Regions from separate parts of the Pan troglodytes genome. Here region 2 is linked to region 1. A link is a contact called in public HiChIP or PLAC-seq data. All regions are on one chromosome and are shown on one strand. Each heading gives the region's core, a stretch centred on a gene start, on an enhancer-like site or on the middle of the called end of the contact. The rest is flanking DNA. Distances are from core to core; before and after follow the strand shown. Region 1 holds the start of BOLA3 (bolA family member 3). Region 2 holds the start of STAMBP (STAM binding protein).

What was found. HiChIP or PLAC-seq counts read pairs in DNA pulled down with a chosen protein or histone mark.
Region 2: an H3K4me3 HiChIP or PLAC-seq map of stem cell-derived excitatory neurons shows a contact between it and region 1, with 6 times the contacts expected there. The contact joins the promoter of STAMBP here to the promoter of BOLA3 in region 1. A contact is called at or near these places in 1 of 7 Hi-C or Micro-C datasets (stem cell-derived neural progenitor cells), 1 of 1 datasets of contacts at active chromatin or transcription factors (stem cell-derived excitatory neurons) and 1 of 1 other capture datasets (stem cell-derived neural stem cells).

The regions. Positions count from the first base shown.
Region 1 is chr12:48,606,083-48,608,932 of NHGRI_mPanTro3-v2.0_pri, forward strand. It overlaps BOLA3 (bolA family member 3), which reads left to right and starts at 1,420. Exons shown (of 3, transcript XM_001153666.7): 1 at 1,420-1,592. The coding sequence starts at 1,539. It overlaps LOC104005038 (a long non-coding RNA gene), which reads right to left and starts at 1,432. Exons shown (of 2, transcript XR_678174.5): 1 at 935-1,432; 2 at 1-715.
Region 2 is chr12:48,926,014-48,928,863 of NHGRI_mPanTro3-v2.0_pri, forward strand. It overlaps STAMBP (STAM binding protein), which reads right to left and starts at 1,353. Exons shown (of 12, transcript XR_010149362.1): 1 at 1,273-1,353. It overlaps LOC134807886 (a long non-coding RNA gene), which reads left to right and starts at 744. Exons shown (of 2, transcript XR_010149363.1): 1 at 744-1,512.

The DNA of each region.
Region 1 (2,850 bases), core at 170-2,669:
CAAGCCTGCATATATACCCCCGATTCTAAAATAGAAGTTGCAAAAGGAAGTCCCTCTACCAATTCTCATTGGTCTGGCTCAGACCATGGGGCCGACCCTAAACCAGTCTCTGATTAGCCAGACTTGGGTCCTGTTTCCATTCCTAGAGCTGGGGATAGGTGCGCCTCATCTAAACCATGCTGTCTTCACCATTACTACCCTGCTTGAGAAAAAAATTTTTTGACAGTTTAAATTGCATCATTGACAGCAATGAAGAAAACTTAGCAAATCATCTCTAAACATTTTAAAAGAATGAAGCAGAAAATGTAAGACAGGCTAGTAATTGATCCAAAGGAGAAATTCTGAAGGCCAGAACATAGGAGTCAGTTAATACTGTAATAAATAAATTAGACAATATCCATATATAACAACTATAGGTCCAATCCATCCAAGTGCAACGCTGAAGGGACGTATTGATTGCATAGGCCAGAATGTTGGCAAAAAGCTGGTAAATCCTGCAGGGTGCCACCAGACCGCGTGCTCCAAACAAATAACAGCTAGAGAGAGGAGAGGCTTGGTTGAATTTCGGCCTTGACTGGTCTGAAGACTCCAGAGGCGGGACGAATTTGCGGACAGTTCTACCCCATCCCACATGGCGTCAGCTTCCCTTCCATTCTCGTGACTCCATGGTCCATGGCTCCAACCTGGGCCTCTGTTAGGCTGTATCCTGTGGCACCTTAAACTCAGGCAAATTAAAAACTGTTCGTGGACTCTGCTCAGCCCCCACCTAACCCTCCATCCAAGTCATTGTCCAAGCCAGAAACTGGAGTCATCTCAGATACCTTCCCACCCACACCTCCACATGCAGTCGCTCGATTCCATTCACCTCCCAAGTGTCTCAGTTCATTCTTCCATCCCTCCCGCCACTGGTTTAGTTAGGCCCCTCCATTCTCACCTGGACCATCGCGGTACCCTCGGAGCTTCTGACTGTGTCTCTGGTTGCAGCCCCTACACGCTCTCTTCCTTACAGGAGCGGAGCGATCTTTCTCAAGCGCGAATCAAATCCTTCCACGAGTCCCCGCACCTGGAGCGAAGGCCAAACTCCTCAGCTTAGAAGCTAGACTGCCAGAGTAGGGAGTGGGAATGGAAAAGTACATCAGGGGCACGAGGCGTATTCGGATGAGGGAAGGCCAGTATGGGGCGCCGAGACCTTGGAGTGTTTCTGAGCTGAGGAGGAATGAGACTTTCACGCGGGCAAGGGGACCCTATCCATGAAACAGGCCCTGGGGAGACTGAAGGAGAGCGGCGCGAGCGAAGGCAGAGGGCGGGGCCCCGAGGCCGGCAGGCGCTGCAGTGTCGGGGGTGGCGAGTCAGCCAGGGCCAGGGGATGGCGGGGTGGGGCCGGAGCCAGGCGACCGGAGGCCTCCGGGGCGGGGCCGGGAGGCTGACGGCCTCCGGGCGGCAGGGGGCGGCCTCTCCCACGGCGGCGGCTCTCGGTCCCCCGCTCCGCGTCTTTCGGGCATACAGTGACCTCGGGCGGCGGGTCACGTCGGCCGGGCATGGCTGCATGGAGCCCGGCCGCGGCAGCGCCTCTCCTCCGCGGGATCCGCGGGGTGAGCGTGGGCAGGGTCGGGGCTGCTCTCCCCGGGACGGGAGCTGCGGAGGGACCGCGGGGCCGGCGGCTGTCGGGGCTTGAGGACTGGCTCCCGGAGGGCGCGCGCGGCACTGGCAATGGGGGGCTCCTCTTCCTTTCTCTCATTCATTCTTTCATTCATTCATTCACTCAGCGACAACGGCATTCGAAATTTCAAGCTCTGGCGCGCTCTAGGGGAGCTCCCGAGCTGGGTGGAGGTTGGAGGTCAGGCGGACAGACACATGAACAGTCATAATACTGCGGGCACAGGAAAAAAAAAGGATTGATTTACCGAGCAGAAGACAGGAGTCATAGCTCAGAGTCAAGGCGTGGGTGCGAGGGACTGCAGCGGGGCCGGGGCCTTGGGAAGGTCGACTGGGCCTCTGACCTTGATCCTCCTCCAAATCCCACACTACCGGAGCAGAACCCAAGCAGGGGGCACTTCCCACGCGCTCTCCTAATCTCTCCCCCTTTCTGAACCATCCTTTGCTTCAGTTCATACCATTCTTTCTCTTAACTTTCATTTTCCTTCTCCCCTGGTTCTGAACCTGCCTGCCCTGTGCATGAAGAGAAGTTCTTCCACTGCGGTGACTTTCAGCGTGGACAGTGATCATCTGGGGATGTCAGTTGATTGTTCCACTAAAGGCCGCTGCCCACAGATCCGCTAAGATGAAAGGCTTCTCCCAAGGATTCTGCAACCCTCACCTCTCTCACCCCTTAGTAGCTGCCGATTCTGTCTGCCATCTGGTTACTCTCTGCCTTTACCCTCAAGGTTCTGCCCCCAGAAGCAGCTCCACCCCACCCTCACTCCTGGCAATCCTGTCCAGCCTCTCAACATCGAGTTTCTGTCCCTCCACACAGCAGGCAGATAATCACACTCTGGACCTTTCTCCTGTCCTGCATTTCTGTCCCTAATTGACTAGTTCTTCCCCTGCTCATTCATTCATCCAGCACCAAGTGCCTCTGAGGGCCTGCCCTGGGGTCAGCTCTGGGATGCTGCCGGACTCATTCCTGGCCTATAAGACCAGTGGTGAGAGAGCCAGTGCACAGCTCATTTTAAAGGAGGTGCTCTGAGATTCTGTGACACAGGACCCTGCTCTGAGCTATCAGGAAGGACTGAGGGGTACAGGGGTGGGACCTTCAGCACCAGCACCCATGAACGGCCCTAGCGTCCTCCAACCTGTCATCCACGTCTAGTCAGGGACCAGTGCCCGGTGCTTCCATCATTGTAATGCCTC
Region 2 (2,850 bases), core at 103-2,602, 320 kb after region 1:
CTGCTCACTAAACCACTATAGTCAATCTATAAAATCATTCATTCATCATTATCATGGCAAGGGACTTAAATCTTGAAAACAACCATTTACTCATCTTCATTGACTAAACACTGAATAACAAAAAGGCACGATGGTAACTTGCATTGCAAAAACCCCTGGTGTCCCAAAACTCCAGTAATTCTAGTCTTTCTAGATATAGTTGCTATTAGAATCAGATTCCAAATTCCAACCAGATATCACCACTATCATCTCCAAAATAAATCTGGGCATTTGATACACATTGCATTACAGCAAACCCTAATCAGTATGCTCTAGAATACACAAACTACAGTAGAATAAATCTTGGAATTCAAGGCCCTGTGGCAACTGGCCCTCCCCAACAGAGATCTTTTGCTTCAGTCAGGATTCCAATCCGCCCAGGCATCCTCACATTTCAGTTTCATTTATCTATCCAGTTTTTCTTTTCTACTACAACTCTTCCCTCAGGGGTAGTCTTCTCTCAGCCAATTCCATCTTTAGGTCTCTTCAATATTCGGGTCACAATTCCTCCACAAACCTTCCCCTCTAAAACACCCTCACTAATAGCACAAAAGCCGTGAGGACTACTAGGGATGCAGAGATAGTCCATCTCTCACGAGGCCTCCTTAGGGACTCAGAAAGCCGCAAGCATATCTAAAACCTCCCCAAGTAATTAGTAAACCTAGTCCACGGCCCATGAAAGTTAACTGAAACAGAGGATGCTTGTTGTATCTCAGTACCTCATGGGAGAGGTTCTTGTGGGTTAAGAAAGGAACCACTTCCCAAGGCCAGGAAGCGGCGCCGGTTACCACCCGGTTGAGCAATTCCAAAAAGGGGATGCAGCATCTGCAAATGAGGGGGAAAGGCGGCGTAAAGGACCGAGGGGGAAATACGAGGAGGAGAAAGGAAGTAGCAGGAATGAGCGGAGGGGTCGTATACAGTAGGGAGGGCTCTATCGACAACTGCTTGAGGAACCCTTCTTGAAGGCACTCAAGACCAACTTGCCAACCCCAGGCACAATCATCCAGGGTTTTCGGGATCTTTCAAATGCAGTAGGCGGGGAAGCGCTGGGCCTGGCTGGTCAGGCGCCAGCCCGCGGAGACCGAAGCCGTCGGGTGCCTCGAGCGAGGCAGGCCGGGCAGGGGACTCGGGGAGAGTAGGCTGCAGGCCCCACACTCACGGCGGCCGATCCCCTTCAAAGTCCAACCACGCTCGGAGGCCCTGCCCCACCACGTTCCCGGGACCCTTCCCCACCTTTCCCCGCGGATGACACCCGGAGGTTCCGGAAACGTCACATCCGGCGCCCGCTCCGCCCACTCCCGTTCGTCTGTCTATTACATTCCCAATGATTTAGGACTTGGAACGGAGAGCTAGTAGGTGGGGCTAGAATCGGCACCTGCGGAAAATCCGACCAATGAGGAGCGAACGACACAGCGGCCATCTTGGTAAAGGAAAAGGAACAAGGAAGAAAGTGGAACCAATTCGCAAGCTAAGGTTTGCTTTTAAAATTATTTTGATTTGGGGTAGTCCCTCATCACACTCACAATACTCCTGCATTTAAGGAGGGATTGCTGATCCCAGCACAACTGCAGACTTAGCTAAACTAACCAGGATTTATAAATTGGGGGACAGAAAGTCTTTCGAATGTATTTTTTAGCTTGTATTACATTCTACACAAAAATTGGTAGTCTTAGATATTAGGCAATATCTAAGACTAATTTTATTGCTTAGAAAAGAACATAAGTCTAACTTTTTTTTTTTAAGACAGGGTCTTGCGGTGTCACCCAGGCTGTCACAGGAGTGCAGTGGTGTGATCATAGCTCACTGTGGTCTCCAACTTCTGGGCTCAAGCGATCTTCCTGCCTCTGCCTCCCAAAGTACTGGGATTACTGGCGTGTGCCACCGCACCCAGATGAGACTAACGTTTTAATGTCAAAAAACCTATAAAATATTTGGAAAAAAAGCGTTTAATCTCTAAGAGCTGCTATGCAAAAGCAGTGGAGACACAAAAATCTGTATGACACTGTTCCTGCCCTGAGACCGGGACAAGGTGGTTTTATGCATCAAATACAGAATGTCACGTTCTGCATGTAGATGTGTGTCTGTACGAATCCATATACATCCTCTTTACAAAAAGGTCCTACAAGCTTGCTAGTCATTCTGTCTCAGAAGACTTTGTGAAACATTAGGCTTTGGTTTAAAAGTCTAAGTCTCTGGGGGACACTTTCCCAAAATTTGGGAGCCTCCCTGTGAGTTTGTTAGTGTGATGGCATGACCTATTCTTCAAGGTCTAGCTTAAGTCCCTAATTCAGGTGTTGCCTCCTCCACCTAGCCAGCCTCCAGATCTCTCATTTCTCCCAACCTCCGTTGTGTATATTTCTGTTGGAGTTACCTGAAGTGATTTTGTGTAGTCATCAACTTTTCAGACTTAGGGTTGAAAGTACTTGCTTGCATCATATCACCTCCCCTTCTGCCCCCAGCAAGCATTAATGTGCATGGGTCTACTATCAACTCTCATGGATCTACTGCAGATAAATCTGGGAAGATAATTGTATAGGGCACTCTACTGTATCTTCAAAACTCTCTCTACTGACTCTCTTCAGAATGTAAACATGATGGGTTGGGCCTAAAGAAATTGATGCACTGGAGATGCTGGTCATTGGGTGGGCATATAGTGCAGATGGGGTCCTGGCAGGAGGCAACACAGGTCAAAATCTGATCCATTCAACCTCTCACTCAGTAAATGTTTACTGAGTGTCTACTATGTGCCAGGTTCTGTTCTAGGTGTTAGGGATACATCAGCAAACAAACCCAGCAGGTGGATACTCTAAT